3 separate regions of the Mus musculus genome follow, and regions 1 and 2 are each linked to region 3. The links are chromatin contacts, called in public promoter capture Hi-C maps. All regions are on one chromosome and are shown on one strand. Each heading gives the region's core, a stretch centred on a gene start, on an enhancer-like site or on the middle of the called end of the contact. The rest is flanking DNA. Distances are from core to core; before and after follow the strand shown.

Region 1 (3,041 bases), core at 441-2,940, 880 kb after region 3:
GGCTGGAGATATTACTTACTGGTTAAGAGTACTTGTTGCTCCGTTCCAGGTTCCGTTCCCAGCACCTACATGGTGGCCCTCAACTATCTGTAACTCCAGTTGCAGGGGATCCAACATTCTTTTCTGAGTCCCTGGCACCACACATGCACATGGTACACATGCATAAATGCAAGCAAATTTCCCCACACAGAATAAAAATAAATACACCTTTAACCAAGAGTGAGGGCAGCTGAGCATGCATATATTTACTGTGCTCTCTTCTTGTTTGTGGGTGTGATCTGACCAACTAACTCCCTCAAGCTCCTGTTTCTGTGATGGATCTGAAACCTACAACTGTGGATCACAGTATTTTGTCCCAGCAACAGAAAACAAAACGAAGACAAGCAATTACCGGTTTTTGACATGCAAGCTCTTGTCTTACTTATGTCTATGTAAGAAAGTCTGCCTTGCGCTTTAAATGATAACACATTTACTAGTGTGTCCTTACATCTGAAATAGCAGGTCCCCTGGCAAGGTTCCTGATTGCTATCTTCACTTTACCCACATGCAGCTAAGGTGAGTTTGCAGAGACCTCCTTGGAGGGTTAGACGGTGAGGATGCCTGGAAATTATAACTGTCCTAATACAATGACATCCTCAGGACACCAAAGCGGACCATGAAGTCTCCAGACACAGTGCATGTGCCGTTGGCTGTGAGACAATCTTACATACAACATACCTTTCTAATTTTATAAATGTTTTAAGGTTTCTCAGAATTGAATAATCATACAAACCTAAGATTTTGTGAGTATCACTGCCTGGAAACAATTTTAAGAAAAAAATAAGAAACATTAGTTTAGAGAAAATAATTTGTATGTAGGAGTGTGGGTGATATGTGCTGAGTTGAGAGCATAACGTTCCTAAGTTGAGGTCCTAATGCCTTGTAGCATCTAGAATGTGACTTATCTGGAGGTACAGTAACATTAAAGGAGGTTGTTATGGTGAACACTTAACTGTGTTCAGTGTTCTAAGAAGAGATGAATAATAGCACACAGATACATTTAGAGGGAGGCTCTGTAAAGACACAGAAAGAAGATGTCAACGGGAGGGAACTCGAGCCATAAAAGCCCTGGTGCCACCTGTTCACCAGCTTGCAGGCTACATACAGGATTGCAAGGTAGTAACTTTGTTGTTGAAGCCACAGTCTGCGGCGTTTTATTATAGCAGCCCCAGCAAACCAACGCAACAGGCAAAGTACAGTCCTGGAGAAAGTTGAGGTGCTACCCAAGGGACTGGCAAAGACCTGGGCTTCGGCAGTTTCCCATCCTTCCAGTTTCTAGATGCCAGAAATTGGAGTCTAAGCGCCCTTGCCATAACAGAGGCCAGAACACTGAAGTCTGTGTCTCAAGTGAACCCGGGAGGTAACTGCAATCCTGAGGGTGGACTGTCAGGGCCCTGCTTCCCTGCCAGTTCAGACTTTAAGAACCACAGGGTAGGGCGTGTTTCCCATTTTGTGTATGGAGAAATAGAACCTTTGATTAGGCCAGTGACATCCACCACAAAAAACCAGAGTCAGTCAACTCGGCGCCCAGAACTCATAGGCTAAGTCCCGCCTTCAGCTGCTGGCACAGCAACTGGCAGAGAGTAGCGGCTTGGAGGATGCTCCTCCCTCCCTTCTCTCCCGCCCTCCTAGAACGCTTGTTTCCCAGGAAGGGGAGGAGTTCTTCCTGGCGCGGATGCCACCGTCGCCACGGCAACGCCGCTTTACTGGGCCCAACGGATTAAGGGGCCTGGGGCTGCAGGCGGCCGCGTGGCCTCGTGGGCAGCGCTAGCAGCATGGACAGTCTGTACGTGGAGGAGGTGGCCGCCTCCCTGGTCAGGGAGTTTCTTAGCAGAAAGGTAATGTCTGGACACTCCGAAACCCACTAGTATCTTCTTAAGTTGGGGGGCAACCAGTGGTTTCCATTAGCATCTTTGCACCTTCGAGGGTGGGGGGAGCATTCCATGCCTTCTGTTCGCCTCAGAGATTTCCCCAAGAGCGCCCCTTTCTCGGGACAAGGAAACTACATTTCCCAGAAGCCAGCCCTCCCTAATGCAAGGGCACGTCCACAAAGCCAGGCCTGCGCTTGCTTGGCTGCCCTCCCCTGGTCCCCTCTGTCACAGCAGTGCCAGATTGGCAAGGGTGTCCAGGGCGGAGCAAGTTCTCCCAGCCAGGAGCACAGGACATGTCTGTAGAAAAGAACTTTCTAAAGGAAAGTTCTGGACAGGCAGTCCTTTTGATCATTTTAATCAATGATGGAAATTCTAGCTGCTGAATGAGCTTTTGTGGGGGGAATTATGTAAATTCTCTTACTGCCAGAAGAGTTTTCAAAGTGTTTACAAGTTAGGGAGGCTCTTGAGTCCCCCATGGGGGTCTAGGAGAGGAAGGCACTTCCTAGACTCCAGGAGTCCCACACTGGCTTGTAGTTTACACAAAGGGGCTGAGGACTATACACTAGGGATCTGTGCTTCCACATGATGTCATATTGAGCTGGCCCAAGGGGCACTAATTTGAGATTGAAACATGCATGCGTGTGTGCGTGCGTATGTGTGAGTGTGTGTGTGTGTGTGTGTGTGTGTGTGTGTGTGTGTGTGTGTGTGTTTGCATGGAACAAAGGAAAAGGATTTGAGGTCAGATGGTGGAAGTTTAGGTATGTGCTATTAGTTTGAAATGTAAGTTTGACGTTACTACCTCATCTTCTCTCTAACGGGAACTTTTACAGTCCACTCATGTCTGATGAGTGAGCACTAGTGATGCCCAGGCAGCGCCTAGGTTCTCTTTAAACTCTCTGTGTAGCCCAGACTGTCTTTACACTCTCGATTCTCCTGCCTCTGACTCCTGTATTCGGAAGTACGGGGGCATACCAGCATGCACAGTTGTAATTACTTTCGTCACTGCTTCTGCTCTGGGACAGAGACCTTGTGATCACCACAGGCCTTTGCCACCCTGTGTGTACCTCCTAGATGGTGATTGATCTTCTCAAATGTCCCTAACCATCCTGGAAGATAAGTATACTTACAGTA
Region 2 (2,700 bases), core at 83-2,582, 710 kb after region 3:
AGCGATCTTTGTCAGGACCCCTTCACTGGATCTATGTTTCTAAACAATGGTGGCAATAGCATGTTCTGAGTGTGAAATTTTAAGCCTCCAGATTTCAAAAGGTCACCCTTGGATATCTGTGCAGGCTGCAGGAAAGGGCCAGGAACTTAAACTGGTTTACACCTTCAAGTTCCTGAAAAACACCAAGATTGCCACAGCACCCCAGGTGTTATATCCAGTAAAGCTAATAAAAATACGCGTGATCCCTAAAATTGGCAGTAAAAGCAACTTGGAAGCAAATGAAGAGCGTCACAAACCTCCTCTTGCTTAACTTTTGTCTTGGGGATACTGGGTAAACTAGTAACTACCTTGTGTCTGGTTCTTCACCCTAAAAAACAGCATCAAAGATTTCTGGGAGTTGAGAACGTGTGGTCTCTCACTGCATGGAGTTGGGTTCTCTGAAAGAGGGCCTTGAGCCAGGTTCATTGCCCTCTAGACTGTCCACTGTGTAAAAAACCAGCTAACCAATCACAACAATAGCACAAGGATAATGATGGTCTTCTTGATATTTGTGAAACTGGAAGGTGGTATCTCCCGGTTGGGCCCATCATCTGGCTGACTGGCTGTGAGGTGTCCACAAGTTTGGGAGCATCCAACCTATATAACTTCTGCAAGAGCTTTGAGGCTAGAGTTCCCCTGACTGCTCCATGAGGTGGTTATCCAAGTAAAATCACTTTTCCTTTGCCTCTACACCTTGTCTTTCAAATTAACTGGCATGCCCTGAGAAGAACAGCAACTCTGATTCCTATAAATAGTCCGAGGAACATTGGGTCTTGAGCAATATTTTTGTTTTTGCTGTTGTTGTTTGTTTGTTTCTTAAAGACAGAGGCTCACTGTGTATTTTAGGCTGGTCTTGAACTCACGATCCTCCTACCTCGTCTTCCCAAGTGCTGGGATTACGGATGTGCATCACCATGACCCACTAGAGTTATAGTAACTCTAGGTTCCGATTTTATGTGACTTTATATACTCTTCTAAACAATGGGCTGAGGAAGAAGCAGAAGTATGGGTGTTCCAGTGGGGCGATTCGAGCGTCTGGGACAACAGAGAAGCCCACGATCTAAAGGTGCTCGGGCATCTAGGTTAGGACTGCACTCTCAGAAGCCATGTCCTTCTGTGCATTTGTCTGGAGCGTCCTCTTCACACATTTTTGAGCAAGTTGGTGCCCTTCCGGGTTCTCTGCCGAATCTGCGGTTGCAGACGCGGCGGCTGCGCGCGCCTGCGGGAAGTGCGGCTGCGCGCGCCTGCGGCCTGGCTGCGCTATTTCATCATGCACCGGGCGGGCCGCGCGCCGCTTCCGTAGCCGCCCTGCGCACCGCCTAGGCGGCGTGCTCATGCCCTGTCTGCTCCCCTCGCTGCTCAGAGCCACCCGCGCCGCGCTGCCGCTCCTGTCGCCGCCCCGAGTGGTCGCAGCGTCCGCGTCTCAGCGGCTCCTCAGCGCTCCCGCGCAGCCCGCCGCCTCCCGGAGCAGCATGGACAGCGCGGAGGAGCTGCTGGCCCCACTGCGGCTAGCCGTGCGCCAGCAGGTACCGACCCTCGCCCGCAGCCGCGCGCCGCACCCCGCTCCTGTCCGTCCTTCCCCTGTCCCCGCGCTGCGTCGGCATCCGTGATCCTTGGGCCTCGTGCCCTCTCTGCGTACCCCGAATCCAGCCGTAGGCTTCGCCTCCCTCTTTGAGCGCCCCGATGGCTCGGCTCAGCGGCAAGCTGATGCTGCGCGCTTCTTTTCTTTAGTCTTGGGGATGCTTTGGGAAGCGTTCCCTTCTCTTTATCTTCCTTGCTTCAGTGTTTAGCCTGAGGACTGGCTCACGGTCGAAACGTGGCTATGGGGAGGTGTCGACCCCCCACCCCCCTCCAATACTGATGCGAATTCATGATCCCTCTCCTGTCATCTTTCTGCCTTCTGAAGAGAGTGTCTGGAACCAGCGAGCTTTCGGATCAAGCTGGAAATTGTAGATGGACTGACCGAGCCACTCAGTGAAGTCATCCATTCTTAGGGTGGAACACCTGAAAATGTCATTTTGCGGAAGGGAAGGGAGGTTTCTTAGCTGGAGAATCTGGGGATTTAATGCAGATCTCCTTTTTTTACTGTAGCACTGAGTGGTGGTGATCAGACTTAAGAGGGAAAGGAGAAAAGTATTTGGAATGATACCCACACCCAGTGAGAGCCAGAGCTTACAGTAGGGCCCGGCATCCATGACCTACTAGCTGTAAACACCGGTCGGGTTGCGCCTGCTCTGGCGCCTGATGCAATCGTTTGTCTAGCTAAGGAGGGTGGAATCCTGTCTTAAGGATAATTCATTGGAGCTGAGGTGCTGCAGCTTCGAGGAATTCTGCCACTTTGCTCCAGTTTGAGCCCGACTCAGTTAATAGGCTTTCATTTTGATTTTCACTATGGGCTTTATTTTTTCTTTTTTTAATTGTATGTTCTGTACATTCAGTCTCCATCCACCTTCCACTCCCCACATAAATGTATGTGTGACTCCTTTGTTGTTTTGTTGTGACCTAACTCCTTCCTTTGGAACAATACATCTAATTTTGGGGGAAAAAAAAAAGCACACACTGCAAACCCCTCCCTCTGCCACGTTAGCCTGGAACTGCAGTACATAGTATTCCTCTGTAGTAAGACTGAATGTAGTTAACTTCAGGACGCATTGATCATGG
Region 3 (2,700 bases), core at 72-2,571:
AGTACCAGTGTTATGGTTCAGTGTCCCCACTTTAAAACTAACCTCAAGAGTCAGTTTTGGTGGTATGCCAGAGTTTGAATCCAGTCTTAGTTACATAGTGAAATTCCACCAATAAAGAAAGGAAGGAAGGAGGAAGGGGGGCAGAGAAGGAGGGGAAAGGGGGAGGAGAGAGAAAGGGGCAGAGGGAGGAAGGGGGAGGGGAGTTCTCTAATCTCTGGTTAGAAACAAATCATTTCCAAATACACAGTGTATGTTCATCTTTCATTTTTTAATTGAATCCAAACTAAGACACCAACCAAGTCCTTGTATTTTCCTCTTCCCTACTGTATTGAAAGTCTCTATAAAATTCCTGCCTGCTTATCAAATCCTTATTGCAAGAGATCAGAGTTGGTTGGTGATCTGTCTCTCACCAGGCTTGTCCCGCAGAAAGTGCTCAAAGCAGACAAATTGCCTGGACTGCCTACCTTAGAGGCAAAGAAAGGGTCCTACTTGCATGTCTGCAAGCCTAGAGACCCCCAAAATCTCTTTCAAGTCGTAACTTCGCCTTAGTTAGAGAAATGTCTCCTCTAATACCGTTTTTGACAAATAACCACCGAGCTAAAGCACCTTGCACGGTGCTGGGGCCCATTGGTTCACCCTCTCAGTGGCTCTGGGCTGGAGTAATATGCTTGGATGGGTGTCGATGCGCGGTCGCCCAAACGCGAAAGATGCTTTGTAGCATAGGCACTTAGTTATGGTAAGAACCCAAGACTAACAAGCTGATAAGCTGGAATCAAACTTCCAACCCCGTTACTTCGAGATTGCCCTTCAGCATGCAATCCTGGACAACTGTTTAACCTCCGCAAAGCCATGGTTCCTTTGCAGGTCTGTTAGGAGCCATAGTGCCCAGGCCTGGGGCGGTCTGATGAGCAAGTGAGTTAACCCAAGTGAGTTGACCCAAGTGAGTTATAGTACTAGGATAGCGCCCGATGACAGCAACGACATGGTTCTCAACTCTTAGTCTTTTAGGTAAGGGCGCTTGAAACTCCCAAACAATGACAGAGTTTGAATCAGCTCTCCGAGTTAGAAAATTTGAAAGCCTTGGGACTCAAACCTCAGCGCAAGAACGGAACGCGAGCAGGGAGGCGGCGCAGCACAGCTTTTTCTCCAATCAGAGTCCGCAGGGCTGGAACCACGTTTGCAACCTCGTCCAATCTGGTCCCCAGAAGGGCGGGGACGCCTACCTGCACCTGTAGCCTGGCGGCCGCCTCCTGTCCCACCCTGACCCTCCCCTCCTCCTCAGTTCTGGTGTCTTCAGGCCTTTGGCCAACCACCAGCAAGTGGGCAGATGTCTCAGCGCGTTCCTACGGACGCTCAGGAAGGGTAGTGCGCCGGAGTCAGTAGCCCAGGTCCTGTCTAGCTGAGGCCAGAGAGCAGAGTGAACGGGAAGAAAGGACGCGCCCTAGAATGTGAGACTCCCACCGGGAAAGGCTGACCAGACTCACCCTGGGGCGGAGGATCTGACAGTCCCTGCCACCTGAGCGGACCGTGCTGCCAACCCCAGGTTGTTCCGACAGTGTGCGAGTGTCAGGGGTGTTGGGCGAGATCAGCAACAACGATTCCTGCATCTCTCCTAGTCAGCGATAAGGGACACCGCGACTAAGCTTCAGGCACCCGGAGACGCCCCCTCCGTGTTCTAGACAGCCCGCGCGGCGCAGCGCGGCGCCGCAGTGGCCCTGAAAGCCCCTACAGGTGAGTGAACCAGAGTCCCTCTGCGTCTCACAAGGCAGGCCCTGGCGCTACGAAGTCCCTGGAGAATGCTGTCTAGCGCTTTGCAGTGCCCCTCCTCCTGCTGCCAGAGGAGAGGCCCCCCCCAGAACAGTGATCTGCCTACTTTTGCATTATTTGCCATCTTTTCCTTGCGCAATTCTCACAAAGCCTTTCCGTACACACCAAGTTGGTCACTGTGGAAAAGAAAGTGTTGGGTGGCTGCCCACCACCATTAATAAATGCCTTGGGGTGCGGTGTTTTTCCGATCTGCAGAATAGGGAGTAAGACGTTTGTAGACCCCAACGTTGACGGTGCCTAAGGGTGTGGGCGCCTTTCTTAGGGAAAGAACTTTGAGCTGGTTCTGCTTTTACGGTTTTCAAGCCCCAGTCCGAGTGAGTCCTCAGGACATCCCCAGGGAGGAGATGGCGCCTCCCCGTAGGCGCAGAGACTTCCTCTACCAGGCAGTTCCGGGAGAACCTGCAACAACAAACGGCCGCACAAGTTTCCCTCCTGCGCACTGGCGAATCCCAGGAGCGCCGCGGTGCGTGGGCTGCGAAGCGGCGGAGCTGAAACCTAGAAATGGGCGGCGCGCGCGAGCCCTGCCCACTCGTGGTGGCCGTGTCCAGTAGCACGCTCACAGGAAGTGTGCCAAGAGTCTGGCTTGCACTATCAGGAGCGTCTGGGCTCCGTTATTCAATGGTTTTCTGGAGTTCCTGGTTGGGCGCTCTCCTTTGGAGGATGGAAAGGCAACCAGCAAAGAAAAGTACCAGAAGACTTTGTTTACAATAAGTAAAATCCTCAAGAGATAGAGAACTATGAAAGAAGGGTTGGGACCCGCGGCCTTCCAACAGTGTGGAGATTGGCTCTAGGGAGTTAAAGGAAGAGTGGGATGGCGGTTTCCAAGGGAAGTTAAGTCTAGACAGCCTCTGAAAATCACAAGGCAGAAGTGGT

Evidence for each region. Promoter capture Hi-C pulls out the DNA fragments that hold promoters and counts their contacts.
Region 1: a contact with region 3 is called in a promoter capture Hi-C map of cranial neural crest. The contact joins the promoter of Mindy4 here to the promoter of Prr15 in region 3. A contact is called at or near these places in 6 of 39 promoter capture datasets (the 3T3-L1 cell line, the C10 cell line, cranial neural crest and 3 more) and 1 of 115 datasets of contacts at active chromatin or transcription factors (pancreatic cancer cells).
Region 2: a contact with region 3 is called in a promoter capture Hi-C map of liver, with 2.5 times the contacts expected there. The contact joins the promoter of Gars here to the promoter of Prr15 in region 3. A contact is called at or near these places in 6 of 39 promoter capture datasets (cranial neural crest, frontonasal cranial neural crest, liver and 3 more) and 1 of 115 datasets of contacts at active chromatin or transcription factors (pancreatic cancer cells).

Annotation. Positions count from the first base shown.
Region 1 is chr6:55,201,693-55,204,733 of GRCm38.p6, forward strand. Mindy4 (MINDY lysine 48 deubiquitinase 4) reads left to right here and starts at 1,691. Exons shown (of 18, transcript NM_001142781.1): 1 at 1,691-1,877. The coding sequence starts at 1,815.
Region 2 is chr6:55,036,669-55,039,368 of GRCm38.p6, forward strand. Gars (glycyl-tRNA synthetase) reads left to right here and starts at 1,333. Exons shown (of 17, transcript NM_180678.3): 1 at 1,333-1,565. The coding sequence starts at 1,374.
Region 3 is chr6:54,325,580-54,328,279 of GRCm38.p6, forward strand. It overlaps Prr15 (proline rich 15), which reads left to right and starts at 1,322. Exons shown (of 2, transcript NM_030024.3): 1 at 1,322-1,731. All of the region lies in intron 4 of 9130019P16Rik (RIKEN cDNA 9130019P16 gene), which reads right to left.